3 separate regions of the Mus musculus genome follow, and regions 1 and 3 are each linked to region 2. Evidence: chromatin contacts called from public promoter capture Hi-C data. All regions are on one chromosome and are shown on one strand. Each heading gives the region's core, a stretch centred on a gene start, on an enhancer-like site or on the middle of the called end of the contact. The rest is flanking DNA. Distances are from core to core; before and after follow the strand shown.

The links. Promoter capture Hi-C pulls out the DNA fragments that hold promoters and counts their contacts.
Region 1: a promoter capture Hi-C map of pre-B cells shows a contact between it and region 2. The contact joins the promoter of Hnrnpc here to the promoter of Styx in region 2. A contact is called at or near these places in 4 of 39 promoter capture datasets (cranial neural crest, frontonasal cranial neural crest, maxillary cranial neural crest and 1 more).
Region 3: a contact with region 2 is called in a promoter capture Hi-C map of cranial neural crest. The contact joins the promoter of Supt16 here to the promoter of Styx in region 2. A contact is called at or near these places in 3 of 39 promoter capture datasets (cranial neural crest, hippocampal neurons and liver) and 1 of 484 Hi-C or Micro-C datasets (cortical neurons).

Annotation. Positions count from the first base shown.
Region 1 is chr14:52,102,639-52,105,338 of GRCm38.p6, reverse strand. Hnrnpc (heterogeneous nuclear ribonucleoprotein C) reads left to right here and starts at 1,318. Exons shown (of 9, transcript NM_001170981.2): 1 at 1,318-1,450. It also overlaps a transcript of Rpgrip1 not described here.
Region 2 is chr14:45,349,844-45,352,551 of GRCm38.p6, reverse strand. Styx (serine/threonine/tyrosine interaction protein) reads right to left here and starts at 1,366. Exons shown (of 11, transcript NM_019637.3): 1 at 1,023-1,366. The coding sequence starts at 1,079.
Region 3 is chr14:52,195,894-52,198,593 of GRCm38.p6, reverse strand. Supt16 (SPT16, facilitates chromatin remodeling subunit) reads left to right here and starts at 1,355. Exons shown (of 26, transcript NM_033618.3): 1 at 1,355-1,509. The coding sequence starts at 1,444. It overlaps Chd8 (chromodomain helicase DNA binding protein 8), which reads left to right. Exons shown (of 38, transcript NM_201637.3): 38 at 1-443. The coding sequence ends at 2.

The DNA.
Region 1 (2,700 bases), core at 69-2,568, 6.8 Mb before region 2:
CTTATATTTATTGTTTTTTCAAGATAGAGTTTCACTCTATAGCTCTAGCTGTCCTGAAACTTGACCAGGCTGGCTTGCACTTGAAACACTACCTAGCCCAAACTTTTCTTTTTAAAAATAAGATGTAAAATTGGGAACACATAAACTCGTTGGACTGGTTTACATAAAATAAATCTTTTGAAAATGACAAAGGCTAGGCAGGAGAGATGGCTCAGAGGTTAAGAGGACTGACTGCTCTTCCAAAGGTCCTGATCGTAACCACATGGTGGCTCACAACCATCTGTAGTGGGATCGGATGCCCTCTTCTGGTGTGTCTGAAGACAGCTACAGTGTACTCATATAAAAACAGTAAATAAATCTTTTTCTTAAAAAAAAAAAAAAAAGAAAAAAAAGGAAAGAAAGAAAAAGGCAAAGGTTTAAAGATCTAAAGATTAAAAAAAATCAGGAAATTTTTCTGGGATACAATCTCCTTTTCTCCGTAAGCTATATATACATTTCAGTGTATTTAATGTTCCTACAGTATAACCAGAGCTTTAGTGGCAGACCAAACCTGAGGGGATTAAGTAGTCTATTCTAGAAAGTGGGAAATTGAGGTGGCTGGCCATTGGGTTTGCAGACTGTGTGGCGACTTGGGACAAGGAAGCGGGTTTATAGGAGGTCGGGTAATTGCTCCTGCAGGAGAGAACTACAGAACCCAGTTGGTTTGGAGGGGGAGCTGTTCACTGAGAAGGCCATGTCCTCCCAACAGCTTATAGAATCTGGCAGAAAGAAGGGATCTGAATTTGATAATAACTGCAGAGCTAGTAGACGGCCTAGAGATAACTCTCCTCCCTTCTCAGAAGCTTGTTTGCGTTTCCCTTTTCCTAGGCCTGGGGCTAGGGCAGGCCGTTTGCACCCGCTACCAGACTCCACCCAGGCTCTCCCACCCCCGCGCCGCGGAAATGCGGTGATCTGGCCGGACCTGGGAGCTCTCAGAAGCACTGATAGGACGATGCGGCCGTCAGTCAGATCCGCCGGATACCCGGATGAGAAGCTGTGCGCGATACAAAGGCGAAAATTCCACCCAGCTTTCCGTCTGGTACATTGACCAATAACCATCCGTCAGTCACTAAGTGGCATGAAGCTGAACCAATTACTAACTAGCCTCTGTTACGCATGTGGAAATTCTCGCAATTAGCCCAACCCACCTCGGATTATGATTGGACGGAATTGTGAGGAGCGGTAGCGCTCGCTAATTAGGAGCGGGAGCGAGAAAAGTCACAGCCAATAGGAACGCCTCCAGGAACGAGGCGGGGGCTGGACTTTCGCCTCGGCGGCAGAGGAGCTCGGGGGCCATTTTGTGAGGAGACGGAGAGCGAACGGTCGTGTGGTTCTTCGCTGTTGTAGCTCCGGCGTCTCGGCGTAGACTCGCAGTAGGAGAGGCGGTCTCTTCTCTCTCTCCTTCCTTTTGGTAAGCGAAGGGGGCGAGTGCAGGGGAGGCCCTGGGCTGCTGGGCCCCGCCAGCGTGTGTAAGGGGGAAACCGGCCTCGCGGCAGAAGCCGAGGCCGCGTTTGTTCCCGTGCGGTGGGGACTTGGGTCTCATGCGGGAGGCAACAGGGCCTCGGCCTTGGCGCGGAGTCAACCTAGTGACCTCCAGGCCACGGTGCGTACGAAAATACCCTGTCTGCGCGCTCGGGTTTAACGGCTACTTTGATTTTCTTTGCCCATCAGGGATTCCAAGGGGGGACCAAGAAAGCGAAGAACGAAATGCTTGTTGATGTAATTGTCGGGGATATCTTACGGATTCCGTTATCACTTCCGAAGATAGACGCTGGGTGGGGGTAGGGGAGCGATAACATGGTGGTGTCGGACTGGAAGCTTCTAAATTCCAGGCTGGCTACATGGCATCTGAACGGCGTTTTAACAATAGGTTGAGTAATCATTACTTTTTTCCTCTAGGGGTAAAATGGTTAAAAGTCGGAGTGCTTGTGTTTGTAAAGGGAAGTGCGGAAGATTAATTTTAATTGGAATAATTACAGCTCACATTTTATCTGCAGGTTACAAATCATAAGTTAGTGGAACTTGAGGTAGGTACTACTGTCATAGAGAGAATTGAGCCTTAGAAGCGGTTGACAGGATCGTACTAGACAGGTCAAGTATTTTCACTGAGTTTCTAGGTGGTGCGCGCCTTTAATCCCAGCACTTGGGAGGCAGAGACAGGCAGATCTCTTTGAGTTCTAGGACTGCCCAGGATACACAGAGAAACTCTGTTTCGTAAATAAATAAATAGGGGGAAAGGCTTATTTTTGGGGGGAGGGGACCTGACACGGATGTTAGCAGAAAAATTTCAAGCTGGACTTGGGAACAATAATTAAAAGGCACAGCAAGGGTTTACAGCTACCTCAGTACTAGTCCTATCCCTCTAAAACTCAAAAAGGCAGTTTATAGCTATGTATGATAGTGCAGGCCAGTAATCTTTGTATTGTGGAGGCTCTGAGACAGGACCCCTTACCCATTGCAAGGCAGCCCAGGACTACATAGTAAAACCGTGCTTAAAAACAAATTAGTTTCTCTCTTGTAGGTGTTGAGTTCTTTTTTTTTTTTTTTTTTTTTTTTTTTTTGGTTTTTCAAGACAGGGTTTCTCTGTATAGCCCTGGCTGTCCTGGAACTCACTTTGTAGACCAGGCTGGCCTCGAACTCAGAAATCCGCCTGCCTCTGCC
Region 2 (2,708 bases), core at 117-2,616:
AAAAGTGATCTGAATCAAATGAAGACATTCAATAGAATTGAGCATTTGGTATAAAGTCTCCATCTCATCTGTAACTGAGACTGGTCTCAAATTTGCTATAGAACCAAGGCTACAGTGACCCCTCCTTTCTCCTTCCACCTCCCAAGTAGAGGGGTTACAAGTGTGCCAGCCAAGAGTAGTCCCAAATACCTTTAAAACACTGAGAGATTAAGGGGTGTACACCTTCAATCCCAGCATTTGGGGTACAGAAGCAGGTGGATCTCTTTGGGTTTCAGGCCAGCCTCGTCTAGTGAGTTCCAGGACAGCCAGGACTTATATCAAACACACAAGCAAAACTCTAGAATCCTTTTTTGATCCTATTAAGTGTCACAGGTAAGAATCCTTGTCACTAATTTTAGCCTCTGGCAAACTCTAACTTAACAGTTTCTGGTACCATAAAATATTTGCAACAGATGTTAGGTAAAGAAAAAAATCAAGGTGGGGTGAAAAGAACCCTTAAATCATAAATTGGGAGAATTTTGCTCTCGATAGTACAGGCAAGATTTGTTACTAAAAATTTTCAAATTCAAAGAAGCTTAGCTTTTCTACTCCCCCCCCCCCCCCGCCCCACGCTAGTCATCGTTTTTTGTGGGTTTTTTGGTAGTGGTGGTGGTTGGTTTTTGACTTGAGTACTATTAGAGGGGTGCAATTCCAGAGTTCACGCCTCCGATCTATTCCACACGTGGGGCTGGCTATGTGTCCCGCATGTGAATCTAACATCAAGCTCAGATTAAAAACAACTCCACAGCGTGTTGCTCTGGTAAGGAAGAGTCTGTGTTCACGAAAAGCCTCAACGCCGAGGCGAGTGGTCAAGAGTACTCTCCGGGTTGGCTCCTCCGATAGGGTCCCGCGGGAGGAGGACCTCACTGACGCCCCTTCACGCCCAAGGGGAAAGGGAAGAGTCTGGGACAGTTGGGCCAGAGGCGCTGCTTGGCCGGAGACCCGGGGGCTGCCCGCGGCAGGGCGGGCCGCCGGGCACTCACCTCGGCGTCGTCTTTGCACTGCGGGAGCGAGGGGAACTCCAGTTTCACGTCCTCCATGGTCCCAGGGCCCCGGTGGGTGGGCGCGGTGCGCCCGGCCGCCCTCCGGGCTGGCAGAGGCGACAAGGGAAGGAGGGCGGGCGGGCGGGCGAGCGGTGGGGGGGCTGACGCGCGGCAGGCTCACAGCAAGCACTCGCGGACCACAGGATCCAAGCGGCTGCGACAGGAAGGCGGAGGGCAGGGCGGTGCGCTGCCGGCCGCCATGCTGCGGCCGTGTCCCTCCCGCAGGTCTCCGCGCCCCTCAGAGAGCCGGGATCCGACCCAGGCACGAGCCCATAACCGTCTCCTCCCGCCCCAGCCCACGCGGCCCAGCCAATCCCAGCCCACGCTCGCCGACGGCCCGCCCCCGCCGCCAGGTGTCAGCGCGCCTCCGCCCCGCCCGTCCGCGAGCGCGCAGACGCGGGGGGAGGAGCTTCCCGCAGGGCGGAGCTGCGGCCGTAGGGGAGGAGCGGTCGGGGCCAAGGCCTTCCCAAATGGGATGGGAGTCCGTCCCTTCAAAGTGTCCTCCACACTCAGAGGAATGCTGCTCGATCCAATCCGTGGGGGAAGTCATAACCAAACAGGAAGAGTTCAGCTTAAATTCATGTTAGACTACGAAAAAAACAAAAACAAAAAACCCCGAGATACCCATCATCTTTAAACAAAGTAGAAAGTGGCCTCTTAGGTATACTCCGGAGTGTTAACAACTCAAATTATCCAGAAAATTTCAAGAAAATGATTCTTAAAAAAAGTCATCAGAAATGTAAATGATAGTTTACTTACTAAATTGTATTCGGTACTCTTTAAGATTTCTCCGAGCCTATTTTTCAACATAAAAGATGATTGTGTGAGGAGCTGGCGTTAGAGTTAATAATTTTTGAAGAATATACCTTCTTCAGGGTCTCGCTATGTACACCAGGCTGGTCCTCAAATTTACAAGAGTTCTGAGATGAAATGATTAAAGGCCTGGTTTGAACTTCTGAACCACCTTTGGTCTCACTGAAGGAATCACTGAAGGCTGCAAAGTGTGTAACTAAGACTATCACTACTTTTCACTGTATTTTAACACTACTTCCTAGAGACCTCAGGACTGTCATTATCAAAAAAAAAAAAAAAAAAAATCCTTTAAAGTGGAAGGACCGCGTGTTTAACTTGGATTTCCTCTTAACTCTTTTCATGTTGTCATATATGTAATGCATGTTCAATATACAGGATAGCTGTTCAAAAATTAGGTGGCTAATTAGATGGTCTATGCTCTCTAGTGTTACATAAACTATTATCCAGCTTTAAGAATTACAAAAGGCACAGAATACCCTGCTAGTAATTTTTAATTAAAAAATAATCCAATGGCAAGTATTGTGGTAAATGCCTTTAATTCCACCACTCAGGAGAGGCAAGAAAATGTCTGTGAGTTGAGACTGGCCTAACCCACACAGTAAGTGTCCCAGGCCAGCCAGGGGTACATAGTGAGACCTTGTCTCAAAAAGAAAGGGGAAGCTGGGCAGTGGTGGCATACCCTTTTAATTCCAGCACTTGGGAGGCAGAGGCAGGCAGATTTCTGAGTTCGAGGCCAGCCTGGTCTACAGAGTGAGTTCCAGGACAGCCAGGGCTACACAGAGAAACCCTGTCTCGAAAAACCAAAGAGAGAGA
Region 3 (2,700 bases), core at 106-2,605, 6.8 Mb before region 2:
GAAGCCCCATATAGACCCGTGATGGGTGGCTGCTGGAATCCCTTACTCTGGCCCTTGGACTTTGGAAATGTGGGAGGGGCAGGGAACAATATGGGGAAACCCAAGACTTCAGGAGGTGAAAAGAAAAAGAAAAAAACAAAAAACAAAAAAAAACAAAAAACTTGTACCCAATTGCTCCCAATTTTGAGAGGATTGGGTGGGCAGGGGAACTCCTAAAAAAAAAAAATAATAAATGACCACTTCCTCGTTTCTGGGGAAGCAAAGGAGCTTAGAGCAGCTGGTGTGCTCACCCCTCCCCAGACGCCTCCATTAACCACAGACTATGTAGCGCTGGCCCTAGCCTCTGGCAGAGCCTGTTCCTGGCCAAACTGTGGCTACAGCTGGAGGGTCAGGAACTGTTACCTTCCTTCCCCTTGGCATTAATAAATTTAAGTTAATCCTTTTCCATTCTTCCTATGTTCTGTTTCCTTAAACACAATATAAGTACTGTTTTTTGCTGCGTAATTTAAACACCATTCTCCTACAGTTCAATACTGTTGCAACTAATAGAAAAGCCATTTGTAGTCCTCAATAGGCATATATAATGGCGGGTTATCCCGTTTGTTAAAGCCAAGGAAATGATACAAGATAAAGAGGTAAAATATTTTGAATTGTACTTCACATTCTTAAACGAGGATTAATTTCAAGAGCCATATTTTTTTTTTCAATTAGTCAGGATAACTATTCTTGGGGAAAGCCAGAGAATAATGTGGCTTTTCATGAAATACAGCAAAAGTACACGCTGACAAAAAGGGTGCCTTCACAACTTGGGTCTTCGCGAGGCTGGAAAGAACTACAAAGTTTAGGAGCCACTCCGAGCCATTTGTTTCCTTCCACCCTACCGGCCCATCTCTTAAAGGAAAACAGAACCTTTCCTTCCTACTCTGCTGCCCACCGCGCAGCTTATTCGCGAAGGTGGGCTCCGTCCCTCTGGGGTGCAGTGTTTGGTTGAGAGTGCCTTCCCCGGGGCGGTCACTGGCCTGCCCTGGGGCAGAGGACTCACTCCTGCGCCTGGCTGCACGCGGGTCCCGCTCTTTCTGCTCCCCTCCCTCTGCCCGCCGCCCAGAGCGCCCGGAGCTCGGAAAGTGGGCGGGTCACGTGACGGGAGCCTCTGGCGCCGGAGAGAGCTTCCAGAGCCCGCGAGCCCGCGCTGCACCTCGGTCTGTTGACTTCACTTTTGCGTCCTCGGTTGCCCTTCCTCCCGCCACCCTACGGAACGAGCGGTGGGTTTGGTTTTTTCGCTTTTTAAATCTTCGACGCTCTAGGGACCCGGAAGCGGAAGGGGATACCGGGCGGTCGGTACTTCCGGGTCACAGAGAGTGCGGGATTCCGGGCCGAGCGCGGGTGGCGGAGCTGGGACCTCGCGTGATTCTCGGAGCCCGACGGGAAGCGGCGTCCAGGGCAATGGCTGTGACTCTGGACAAAGACGCGTACTACCGGCGAGTGAAGAGATTGTACAGTAACTGGCGGGTAAGGAGCCCCGCGCCCCCGGGAGCCCCACATCCCATAATAGCCTGCTTCCCGGCGCCCTTTTCCCCCTCAGCCAGAAACCTCCGGCTCCGCCGCGCTCCCGCCTGCCCCGGCAGCGTCCGGCTCGCCGCGCCGTGCTGCGCCTGCGGGGTCCGCACGCGCCTGGCCCGCCCCGCGGCCACAGCGGCCCGCCCAGGTCCCGCCACAATTACCGTTTGCGGGAAAGGGGCGCGAAAGCTGTGCCCGGAGCTCTTGGCGCTCCCCGCTCCCCGGCCTCTGCTGGAGTTGAGAAATGCTGCTCCCGCGCCCCGCTGCTTCTCCTTAGGCCCTGCGTGGGTCACAGACCCAGCGCTGGGAACCTGCGGGCTCTCCTAAGAATTAATTGATGGGACGCCTCAAAGCCGGTTTCCCATGTCGGCAGCATACCGGGGGCACGTGTTGAGGAAAACGCTGTGGAAGTTCCAGGGCTTCTCCAAAGATTGGGCAGTTTCCCTGTTTTATAATCATAATTTCAAACTTACTTTTTTGCTAGTTAACTTGTTAACTTCACAAGTGTTTGATTGATTTCATACTGTCTGAACGGTCTATCGTCTGGGCTCTGAACCTTGTGAGTGAGGGGAAATAGAACTGATAAAAAAGAAAGCCGAAAATGCTCTGAAAAAATACCAACTCCGGTTTCAGCTTTGTAAACTATCTTATACTGATTGGTCCTCTCCATTCTTGGCTCCTGCATGTAATCCCATGATTTCTGAGGCTGAGGCAGGAAAATGACTAGTTTCAAGCCTGCCTGTGCTTCATAGTGAGACTGTATCAATCGGCTCGTCATTTAGTAAATAAAATTGAACCTTTACTGAAGTCGGTTGTTTTTCCTGCCTCATCAGAAAAAAGCCTATGTATCTTTTAAGCAAGATGCATTGCGTGCTGAAAATAATATAGGGTTTTTCACTTTATTGGCTAATTTTTTTTAGATGACTTAGTGGTCTCTATCACAAAATTATATTGTTTGGTCCTGAGGATTGGCCCTACCACCACCTCTGTGTTTTACCATTAAGCTATATCCCTATCCAGGGAATATTTACTGTCACTGTGTTATGATGTATGCAATGATGATAATCAAAAGCCCCCGTTTCTACAGCCAGCCCTGAAATAATAAACTTTTAAAGCTTTTTTTTTTTTTTAATATTTATGGGT